2 separate regions of the Hordeum vulgare genome follow, and region 2 is linked to region 1. Evidence: chromatin contacts called from public Hi-C data. All regions are on one chromosome and are shown on one strand. Each heading gives the region's core, a stretch centred on a gene start, on an enhancer-like site or on the middle of the called end of the contact. The rest is flanking DNA. Distances are from core to core; before and after follow the strand shown.

Evidence for each region. Hi-C and Micro-C count contacts between places; a contact is called where the count stands out from the background.
Region 2: a Hi-C map of seedling shows a contact between it and region 1, with 2.7 times the contacts expected there. The contact joins the promoter of LOC123442124 here to the promoter of LOC123442103 in region 1. A contact is called at or near these places in 2 of 6 Hi-C or Micro-C datasets (leaf and seedling).

Annotation. Positions count from the first base shown.
Region 1 is chr1H:421,689,708-421,695,786 of MorexV3_pseudomolecules_assembly, forward strand. It overlaps LOC123442103 (DUF21 domain-containing protein At4g14240-like), which reads right to left and starts at 2,207. Exons shown (of 13, transcript XM_045118207.1): 1 at 1,838-2,207; 2 at 779-855. The coding sequence starts at 2,150.
Region 2 is chr1H:421,869,908-421,875,986 of MorexV3_pseudomolecules_assembly, forward strand. It overlaps LOC123442124, which reads left to right and starts at 2,849. Exons shown (of 9, transcript XM_045118221.1): 1 at 2,849-3,161; 2 at 3,300-3,365; 3 at 4,525-4,669; 4 at 4,815-5,290; 5 at 5,629-5,802; 6 at 5,918-6,034. The coding sequence starts at 3,063.

The DNA.
Region 1 (6,079 bases), core at 957-3,456:
CGTCATGCAAAAGGTACCAGAGAATGCATTCTCTATTTACAATGGCTGTATGATTATGAAATAAAGCGGATGGTGGGAACAAGTAATGCACATGCATGTCAACTATACTGGGAGAAAGAACTACACAATAAGGTTTGCAAATGTAAATTGATGAGTGCAGAAGATCCTTCGTGCATATCTGGAAAAACAATATAACCAGTACAAGGATGCCTATGACAATATATTATGACTTGTGAGTTATGAAGCCAGTTAGCAGTCAGCACTCCAGTATATTGTACTTACTGCATGTTTTATCTCATAACATGCACTTCCAATTTGCAAAACCAATCCTCTTTCACGTAAAATGAAATAGACAGTTGCACATCAATTCTAACGTAAATGAAAAAGACGATAGCACTGTCCACTTCGTGAGTACATCTACAAAGGATGCAATAAGCATGACAGTCAATCTCACCAAAACTTATCCATGGCATTAAATAGAACTAAAACCGCTTTTGCATTTTAATAGTAAAACTAAACTAAAATGATGTGTGGATTCTGATGAGCACCCAAGTTGCGGATTGGAATCACTGGGCATCAGTAGCGTAAATATTATTACACCTTGGTCTTTGAACTCATTTGTCTGGAGTAGACCATATCTTAGCATGTTTACCAATATATGATCATCAGCATTGTAGTTAGAAACTTGAAAGATAGACAATATTATGTTTGCACAAATGTACTGATGGAAGTGCAATATAGTGCGATAAATCATAAAAAATGCAACAAAACTTTGTACCTCCATGGCAACAGCATTACACAGTAGCAGGGTGACAAGAAGCTGGTGCTGCTTTTGAACAACTGGAAGGATAGTAGCTGCAGCAAACAAAACACGCAAGTAACTAAAATATGAACAACAACAAAACAATCAATTGAATATTGAATTACAGATTTTCAAAAGAGGAAAAGTAATAGCAGCATCAGTGTAGAGGCACACATTAAATAAGACATGCTAAAAGAGGTGACACTTAACAGTAACACTTGATAAGCAGTATCTCACTCCTTTGTTGATTCAATTGAAAATTCCTACCACCTACAGATCTGAGGTTTCGTAATGTCTCATGACAGATTATAACAATTTACAGCTTCTCAGAAGGATAAACAAAAACACCAAAAGTTACGGCATATATTACGTGCTGAAAAGCCATAGTTATGTGATACCTGCAATCCTGCATACACAAATGTAGGGGATCAAAGAAGCACTAGAGTGGACATCTTTACAATATCTACTACTCCCTCAGTCCCGAATTGGTTGTCTTAGATTTGTCTAGACTAGATACCGATGTATCTAGAACTAATTTGGGACAGGGGTACATGATACTTCCAATTCCCAGTCGACTAAAGTATCCTCTGATCATTTCATATCTTCCCACGTAAGAGGTGGGTCTTACAAAAAGCCAAATCCCCCACACCCCTTTTTCCCATTTCCCCAATTCCTTGCTTCCTTTTTGTTTGTTCTACTTCCCTACCACAACACTTTTAGAAACATGTCGGCATTAGTAACGTAATTTTTACTGTCAGAACAGAAAATTTTACTGCTAGATGATTTAGCACATGGACATAGTCGTAACCTTTAAATTCTTCCGATTAGTAACAAAAACGACAGCATTAACTCTAATTTTTAGCCATTCAGTAACGATAGTCGCAATCCCCCAAATGTAACATAGTACGATTCCTCTTAAACATCACTCCTCAAACGGCAAACAGATCGAGCACAACGAGGGGAGGATGAAATTGCAAAAAAAAAAAGAAAAAAAAAAGAGGGGGTGACGCGAAAAGTTAGGGGTTCGGATCGGACCAGCCTGCGCCTTCTCGGAGTCGGTGCCGCTGCGCTGGAGGATCTCGAGCTCGACGAGGCCGAGCGACATGAGCCCGAGGGTGAGCCCCGACATGATCCCGGCGAAGAGCACCAGGAAGCAGGAGATGCCGGCGTACGCCCACCACCCGACCGACCCGAATGGCGTGTCATTCCCCTTGAGGATCGCCGCCGCCACGCTCACCCCCGCCGCCGCCGCGGCGCTCGACGCCGGACGCGCCGTCGCCGCGACGGCCCGCACCGCCGCCGCCAGGCTCGCCCCTCTCGCCCTCCCCGCTCCGGCCACCGCCGCCATCGCGCCTCCGCCGCTCCGATGTGCCAGAGCCAAAGCCCCACAGCCTGACAAGCGCTGGCACCGTATAAGGATGTGGGCGAGAGGAAGGCGACAAGATCACTAGGACTCCAGGAGCGGGGCGAGGCGAGGCGCAGGGGCCGTTGGATGCGCCGCGAGGCGTGGATGTGGCCGTCGATCGGACGGCTGACGAAAGGACCGCGGGGCCACCTGTCCCCGCTGCGGCCGAGCGGTGCACGTCTTCGGCGTTTTGGACCGTGGACTGGAAGAATTGGCGGTGGCTGTGTACGTGGCGGTACTAGATCGAGCATTTGTGCTCGCAAGGCATAACGGTATGAGAAAGAGGGCTTCACGATGACCAAATTTGATGTGATTGTGATTGCGATATTCGCATCCATACGCCGATTCAATTGGTGGGATATTCTACCATGAAGAAAACATTGTCAAACTTTGGAAGGTACATATATAATCCTCACGGCATCTCCGGCGTAGACCCTCAAACCTTTATTAAGGGTCCGGACCGGGCAGCCCGGACCGCGAAAGTTATCAAAAACGATCCTGTATTGATCCGTAAAGCGGTTTGGACATGATTTTTCTGTAAATCAAAGACAAATGTGCGGAGGTTTGCGAGATTCCGAACTGCCACTTCGCTCGATTTTGACCATTCTGGTCCATCAAAAATATCTCCTCCCTCTCGCGTGAAACGGCCAGCATCGCTTCAGAGCGTCAGTGCCCGCATTCATATCCGACGAGAGCGTACGTGACCTCTCACTAGCGTCGGCATTGAAGCGGTGCGTTGGTCAAGACAGCGTTGCCTGCATCGCTTCCCGGTGCAGGCGACTGCTGCGCATTCAAATGACACGACGGCCGCTCGTCCGTCCATCTCCCGTCCACATTGATGGCACGCGGTTGCCGAGGCATCTCCTTCGATGCCACCCGTCCGTCCGTCTGCCGCCTGCAATTGCTATATAAACCGCTCCCCGGTCATAGCCGCAGTCATGAGTCTCCGATCCCTCTCTGCACACTGATCTCACAATGGATTCCTCTCCATCAAAGCTCTCTCGAACGGGATGACGTCGGAGCAGAAGAAGGAGACGGACGGCATTGATGCCCGTTGGCGGGCCAGCAGGCAATCGAAGGATGTCGATACCCCCAATGGAGGACGCGATCGACGATGACCCGACGCTATCCTCCTCTTCCTCCTCCATCGTGCCTCCCTCGTCAGTGCACTGCACCATGACCATCGGCGAGGCTCGTGTCATTTACATGGACATGGTGCGGAAGGAGAGGTTCCGGAAGGCGCAGGTCGACGCCGCCTACAACCACCACCTCCTCCAAAAGCACATGTAGACAGAGGAATAGCTCGGTGTCGGTAGGGCAGTCGTGCTCGATGCGGACTTGGCAGAGGAGGAGGCGCTCCTAGAGTCCTACAGCTTTGCTCGAGTGATTCGCCTCACCCGCTGGCGGTACCGACAGCAGGTGGCGGAGGTAGCAGCCACGGCCAAGGACGACGAGGAGGAGCAGGGTGTATCGTGTTTCGGTGAGACCTACGACGAGGAGGAGGACAACACCGAGTCCGCACCCAACGATGGCAGCGAGGAAGAGTAGTGCACGGGAAGTTGCCTTCGCTATGGTCCCAAGAAGGGCACAACTCCTCCCCTACTGTCGATGCCAAGCTTGGTGGGCTGAACAACATGGACGATTAATTGTTTGGCAGCGATGTGGAGGTGGACATGTGCGCTTGTCGGGTCTCTGGAGGAGGAGGTTACAGAGGCAGAGCTGGAGAGCACTCAGGCGGCATAAAAAAGGTCTTTGCGCAATAGCAATAAAGGTTGGGATACGTTTATCTCTTCTGAGCAACCTCTTTTCGGTTCTAAGACTATCCTTGTAGTAGGATACATATGCTTTGGGTTCTTTGTTATGTTGATCGGGAACGAGAGACAAGGGTCCTAAACCTTAAAAATCCTAAATGCTAACCCTAAACCTTTACCCAGGTTCGGTCACTCCAATGGAGGTAAAAGCATACGCCATACGTTTGGTGTTATTGATGATGAACTCGATTACAAGGGTTCAGAATCGCTAGCCCAGCTCTTGAAGATTCCTCACTTGTCATTTTCACCTCACGGCTCCCCTTTCTATATAGGTTGAGGTCTTGAGATTACAACAGAGTCCGGGTCGTATTGCGGCTCGTGACCTAGTCCAACTCCTACTCATCTTGTCATCTACGTAGGGAAAGCTTCTTACGTCTTCTACAATGAGACGACCCGCCAGGTGATCTTCGATAACCCGGCCTTCAGGATGAGCCGCCCCCCGGGCCTCATGCCTCATATGAATCTTGTTCTTGGGCCAAACTTGAAAGGCCGGGTCATCCCCTAGGCGGGTACGCCATGGGGTATATCCCCAATAGACTGCACAAACAAATCACTAGTGTCCAAATTCGACAGTCACTGCACAAGCAAATTAAGAAGGACATGGAGAGAAAAGAGAAAGGAGAAGATGTACCATGTGCATGGTCATCTAAACCCTTAATGAAGTGCTAGCACACATACGTGAAGAGCCAAGAAAATGTGACCAACCGAAGTCTTATCCGATGGATTAGGTAGGAATTGACACCAAGATCAGTACTTGCGAAACATCACATAATCATACAATATCAATGAGGAGAAAACCATCCAAAGAGAAAATAAAGAAGGGGAAGATAAGGAAAGTGGACAGCTAAAATTCAAGGAACAAATGCTCAACAACCAACCAAAATACCCAAACAAAAATCCAAAGATGTAGCAGAGGCAAGAAGTAGCCAAAAGAGAAATATGAGATGCAAATTAGACAAAATCTGAGAAAAAATGGTGTGATCGGATCCACAGGTGTAGGCACTCACCTCAATTAAAGCCACATTTGTAAATCTTGAAGTCTCACAAACCTATTGAAACCATGGATTGGCAGTGGGGGCGTATGGGGAGGCTAATCAAACCGAGAGGAGGAGCTGATGGGAGTTAAGATAATGCGAAAGTCCGAACATAGCTAGGACTGGAGGCGCAACACCATGCAACCACCTAAAAACCATCAAATCTTATAAAGAACACATCTTTTTGGAAATATGTCCTAGAGGCAATAATAAAATAGTTATTATTATATTTCGTGTTTCAAGATAATCGTTTATTATCCATCCTATAATTGTATTGAATGGAAACACAAATACATGTGTGGATATATAGACAAAACAATGTCCCTAGTGAACCTCTAGTTGACTAGCTCGTTGATCAAAGATGGTTAAGGTTTCCTAGCCATAGACAAGTGTTGTCACTTGATAACGGGATCACATCATTAGAAGAATGATGTGATGGACAAGACCCAAACTATAAACGTAGCATATGATCATGTTATTTGGTTGCTATTGTTTTCTGCATGTCAAGTATACATTCCTATGACCATGAGATCATGTAACTCACTAACAGCAAAGGAATGCCTTGTGTGTATCAAACGTTGCAACGTTACTGGGTGACTATGAAGGTGTTCTATACGTATCTCCGAAGGTGTCCGTTGAGTTAGCATGGATCAATACTAGGATTTGTCACTCCGTATGACGGAGAGGTATCTCGGGGCCCACTCGATAATACAACATCACAAACAAGCCTTGCAAGCAATGTGACTAAAGAGTTATCCACGGGATCTTGTATTACGGAATGAGTAAATAGACTTGCCGGTAACGAGATTGAAATAGGTATGGAGATACCGACGATCAAATCTCGGGCAAGTAACATACCGAAGGACAAAGGGAATGATATACAAGATTAACTGAATCCTTGACATAGAGGTTCAACCGATAAGATCTTCGTAGAATATGTAGGATCCAATATGGGCATTCACGTACCACTATTGGATATTGACCGGAGAGTGTCTCGGTCATGTCTACATAGTTCTCGAACTTGCAG
Region 2 (6,079 bases), core at 1,599-4,098, 180 kb after region 1:
TCGCCGATGCACAATTTTCTCTTTTACATGGTGTTGTACAAGAGAAGGATCTTGAGGCTGTAAAGATATGCCCGGGTGCTCCAGCTATCTCACATTTATTGTTTGCGGATGATTCCGTTCTATTTTTTTGGGCTTCCTAGGATGAGGCGGTGATTGTCAGGGATGTTTTGAACACCTATGCTTCAGCTACAGGTCAACTTAGGGCCAGTTCTTTTGGTGGCTTTTTTGAGCTTCTAGAATAAGCTGTCCCCTACCCAGCTTATTCTAGAAGCCCAACCAAAAATATATTTTTAGAAGCCTATTAGGCAAGTCTTAACTAGTAGACTTCTAAAAAAATAAATTTGATTGGGCTTCTAGAATAAGCTGGGTAGGGGGTAGCTTATTCCAGCTTATTCTAGAAGCCAACAAAAGAACTGGCCCTTATAAATCCATCAAAGTGTTCCATCTTGTTTGCTGACAGCTGCCCTCCTCTGGTAGTTGAAGAAGTGAAGGGTATTGTGCAAGTTACTCAACAGGAGTTTGAGCGCAAGTACCTAGGCCTCCCTGTACCGGAAGGACGTATGCATAAGGGCCAATTTGAGTCCTTACAATACAGATTGAGTAAGAGGTTAATTGACTAGAGCGAGAGGTATTCCTCACAAGCTAGCAAAGAAGTGTTAATCAAGTCTGTTGCACAAGCCATCCCAGTTTATGTCATGAGTATATTTAAACTTCCTTTCTCCGTGTGCGATGATCTAACTAAAATGATGCGACAATATTGGTGGGGGTGGAGAATCACAGAAAGAAAATGGCATGGACTGCATGGGACAAGCTAATCCTTCCCAAGTCTAAAGGAGGTCTCGGATTCCGGGATATGAGAGCTTATAACTAGGCGTTACTAGCTAAGCAAGCTTGGCGTCTCTTGACGACACCGGTTTCTCTGTGTGCTAAACTCCTTCGAGCTAAATATTTCCCTAAGGACAGCTTGACGGATACAGTGTTCTCGGGGAACTCTTCGGCAGTGTGGAAAGGAATTGAGTATGACGTGGAACTAGTGAAGAAAGGCATGTTATGGCGTGTTGGCAATGGTGCAGATATTCGTATTTGGAGGGATCCATGGATTCCACGGGGTCCGTCGTACACATCCATTACTCCCAAGAGGAACTGTCACCTTAACAGAGTAACTGACTTCTTGGACAACCGTGGTAATCGGAAGGTAGAGCTGGTACAACAACACTTTTGGCAGCCGAATGTGAACTCCATTCTCAAGATCAAAACGTCTGTGAGGCAACGGGAGGACTTCATTTCTTGGCCATGGGAGAAATCAGGCATGTTGACAGTAAAGAGCGCTTATCATGTGGCGTTGTCGGACCACTATGATCAATTCTGTCCAGGTTCCTCCACCAATCATCCATCGGGAGATAGATCTCTCCGGCGTTTAGTGTGGAATACTGCGGTTCCACCAAAACTCAAGAATTTCGCATGCCAAGTGATCTCACGCGCCCTGCCGACGGATGCTGAAAAGGGGAGAAGGCATATTGGTCTGAATGGGTACTGCAGGCTTTGTGACCGTGAACAGGAATCATCATTTCATGCGCTACTTTCTCGCCGAAGTGCTGCTTATCTCTGGGACTTGATGCAAACTCATTGGCCTCTTCCAAACAGATCGATGATCAAGTGGACGGGCACTGAATGGTTGTTTCATCTCCTTGCAGAATTACATGACTCTATCAGAAACAGAATTATCATGGTCCTATGGAGAATATGGCACCTTCGGAATGAGCTGGTACATGGTAAATCAATTCCACCACCAGAGGTATCCCCTCCTTCCTTCTCAGCTACTATAATACCTTCAATCAGATTTCACGGGGAGTGGACGAGATTATCAAGGGCAAGTCGCCGGTGTTCTCTGAAGGCTTGGATATGCGATAGACGCGCATAAACCCCACGCCCCGTGTGCCTTGGCCACCCCCTCGGATAGGAACGGTGGCGCTGTCAGTGGATGGATCCTTCAATGTTACAGATGGCTCAGATGGTTCGGGTATGATATCGAGGAACGCTACCGGTGGTGTAATCTTTGCTGCTTACCGCAAGCTATTCCAGTGCAACGACGCCCTTGAAGCGGAGCTACATGCTATTCTAGAAGGTATTAAACTAACAGTTGAGCATTCCAACTCCACGATCATGGTACAATCAGACTGTGTTGTAGTACTTAAAGCTATATCTGATGCATCCTTGGATAGATCAGCCTACGGCCATATGATCCAGGAGATTAAATTCCTCTTAAGTGATAGGGTTTTTATTCCTGTAAAAGTTTCTCGTGATCAAAATAGGGCTGCAGATTGCTTAGCAAACTTTGGACGGTGTGGAGATAGCACATCATGTTGGCTGGGACAAGCTTCTTCGTGTGTCAGTGATTTAGTCGCTGAGGATTGTAATAACTCTCTTATCTTGGACTAAAATCCCTATGACTTCGCAAAAAAAAAATCTAAGCGACCAGGATGAGAAGAGAAGGGAATCAAGCGCCGTGCCGCTGCCGCGAGGGCACGAGTCATCTTTCACCGTGCCGGGAAAGGAGTGTAGGCCTTGCCCCCATCAACGGCCGAGCGGAGCCGCTCCATCGTTCGATCTCGGAACAGCTGGGGTCAGAGTAGTTATCCTCTTCCTTCCCCGAAACTGAAAGGGTCAGAGGCTCAAAGCTGCCCTGCTTTCTCCCGGACACCCGCACCAGCACACAACCCATCCCGACCGTTCGCTCAGAATCCTGCCGCCGAGCGCGACCCAAGAGCTGCAGATCCAACGGCCCCCCGCCCGCCTCGCCTCCTCGTCGTCCGTCCCTAGCAGCCCGCGTCGCGTGCCACCACCACCCCCCGGAACCACATCGCGGTAAAAATCTCAAACAGAAATCGCTTTCCTGCTCGGATTAAAGCCGGGCTCCTCTCCCGAGATCGCCCCACAAATCCTCCCCATCCCTCTTCCCAAAGCCCTCCGACCCAGAAGAGCAGCCAGCGCCCGCCCCGAAACCCCAGCCAACCAATCCAGGCACCACGGGCGCCTCTCCGTCTTCCTCCGCCGGCGACGGCATGGACCCCAGGTGCAAGCACGGCACCGCGGGCGCCTCCTCGTCTTCGTCCTCCGGCGACGCCGACGCCGGCGCCGCGCACCCTAGCTCCAAGTTCGAGGTCCGCTCGCCGCTCCCTCGATCGTGACCTGCCGTGTTTGATTCCTTTTGCATGTCGGTCTGGATACGAGTTGGATCCTAACGAGTTCGATCGATCGTTCCCGCGTTTGTGCGCACGTACGTTCGTGCGTGGTTGCAGGAGGAGGCGAGGATGACGGGGGACGCGCTCCTCGTCCTGGACGGCCTCGTGCAGGTGTTCCCGCAGGTGAGTCCGTGACTGCGATTACGCGATTGGTTTTCTCCTGAAAAAACTTCGTATTCCACGCCCGTTGGATCGGTTGAACAGTCGATGATTTTTTAACAGTAGAATACCGCCGACGAGTTGGTCGGTTCAGTTTCAGCGCATTGCTGATCTGTTGAACTAATTTGTGACGAGTTTGTCGGTTTGGTTTTACTGAACTGCGTAGGTGTACGGTGTTGATCGTGTGTGTGTGTGTATGCCTGCGTGTTTTCGTGAAATAAACTAAGGGCTGCTCTGCGTTGACACACAGATGCTTAATTATATTGCAATGCAAAATGTATGGTGTTCTTTTCTTAATCTGCAGGACATATGTATGCGAACCGCTGGCTTTGGTTGATCTGCTTCCACCTTTATTTCATGCCATACGCATGACACAAAAAAAAGTGCTTTGTTTTTCTCAGACACTACAGAATTTGATTGTAGTACGCATGCACTTTTTTTAAAGATCCTGGCGTTCATTGATAATAGCAGGAAGCAACGGAAAACAAAAAGGTGATGAAGGTCCTAGGACCAAAGATCCGAAGATCAAAGAAAAGAAAAAAGCAGCCCTAATAGCTGCAGCCCCACACCACACAAACCAAACTAGACAGCGCAGCTCTAATAGTACGCATGCATTTTAATTATTTCTGCAATATTGTTGTCTAGTATTGGTGAGAGTTTTTCTCGGTCCGTGATTTTTGTAGGAAAACCTTGGCAAAACTATTTTTTATTTACCAATTAGCAATGCCCAGGTAGTGGATAGAATATAGATCTTACCACATTATTCTATATATAGAAACGGTCAAACTTAAGAAAAAAAAAGTTAAGCAAGTTTGACTTAAGACAAACCTAGAACTTCAATTATTTTGAAATGAAGGGAGTAGTATATGGAATAATGGTGTTACTGTATGATAATGCATTTGTTATTGTTAAAAATTATTATAGACCTGGCACACCACTTACTAACGTGCACTGTGACATCCCCACTATTAACTATGCAGCAGTGGCGGAGCCTCTTGGGGACAATTAGGGGCCTTGCCCCCCTTTCCTAGATTTTTTTTGTCAAATAAGCCTAATCGATCTACTAATCTTTCAACCTCTATAATCACCTTACCCTTGTTCATGCTCCGCCACTGCTATGCAGGTTAACATCTCAACACTGATAGAAGTTTCCATCTCATTCAATGGCGATGCTGATGCAGCAGCAGATTATGTTATCCATAATGTTCTTCCAAATAGTACCGCAGATGACAATAATGCAAACACGAATGACGATTCAGATATTCATGGTAAGATTTTTGTCCTCTATCCGTTAGTACAGCTCGAGTCCTTGCACTGGATAAAGGGCCACTAAATGTCATGCGACCTTCTTTTAGCACCCTGTATTGTTTTCATCTCAAAACACTTCTGTGTGTTGACAAAATCCTTTCTCAGGGGTATTTAGTGACACAAACACTAGTTTCGCGATTCCGCCAATGGATGATGATACCATTCCAGAATCTGTACTGTTTGATGCTGTCAATGAAAATTCTGCTGAACATGGAGAAAGGTCCATGGGAGAACAATTGATGCAGTCACCTGCTGCAGCATCAACATCTGGTCAGGACGATTTACCTGAAGAAATTGATTCTGATTCTGTGCTACCTGGTGCGCAGAAGTCTGTTGTCGATCATGAAGTAGCTCATTCCGAAAACCAGCCGAAAGAAATGAATTATTCGGACCACGCAACTGAAAATCACTGTGATGAACAAATACAATGTTCACCTTCTGAGGAAAACCAAGCCGTGCCAACTACTGAAGAAAATTTGACGCTGCATGGTGATGGTTCACCTGATATGAATGTGCAATCAAACTATTCTGTTAGCCCTGAGTCCATTGATGATGCAATCTCCGCTGAAAATTCCAAGAAGGTAAAACTGTTTCCTTTTCATTTAAATTCAGGAAACATCACTAATATTTGTCAGAAGTACTAGCAACAACTGAAAATAATTGTGATAGTGGCTGTACAATAGTAGAATCAACATCACTTTCACTATGTAAAATTGAGGATTAAAATATACCCACCTTCCTCCTTCAAATCTCAATATTCCCTCACCAAATTTCTAATCATTTTAACTAATCCGAGCATCACATTTGGGTTACATAATGTGCTGCTTAGGTTGGACTTATTAAGAACTTCCTAATACAGTTGTTCTCCCCAAAATTTACATGTTTCCAATTTCTCTTAATGTATGAATGTGTGTTGCAGAATACTTTGCTGTCAAATGTTGCAGCGATGAGTGAAATGCTAGAGGAGGTTGAGCTTAGTGAGGCAGAAACAAAACATGTTGTATCCGAAGCAAGCCAAGCTGGCAATGATATTCTTGTAAAGGCGGCGAAGCTAAAAGAAATGTCTGCACTTGCAGCGGAAGAGAACAACAAGGTTTTACTCAAAATAATTTACTTTTCTTTCTTTATTTTCTGCCCATTGACTTGCAATAATTCCCTTTTAAGAACTTAAAAAAAAAACAAGACCCTTAATAATGGAAATTGTGTAGGTTGCAGCAGAGGTTTTTGCTGAGAAATCTATTCTAGCCTCAGAAGCGCAGGGGCTGCAGTCCTGGTTGTTTGACATTTCTGAAGAACGAAACCACTTCGTTTCAGTCATTGACGAGGTAAGTTATAACCTTGTACTGTTACACCCTTTTGTTGTCTATTAA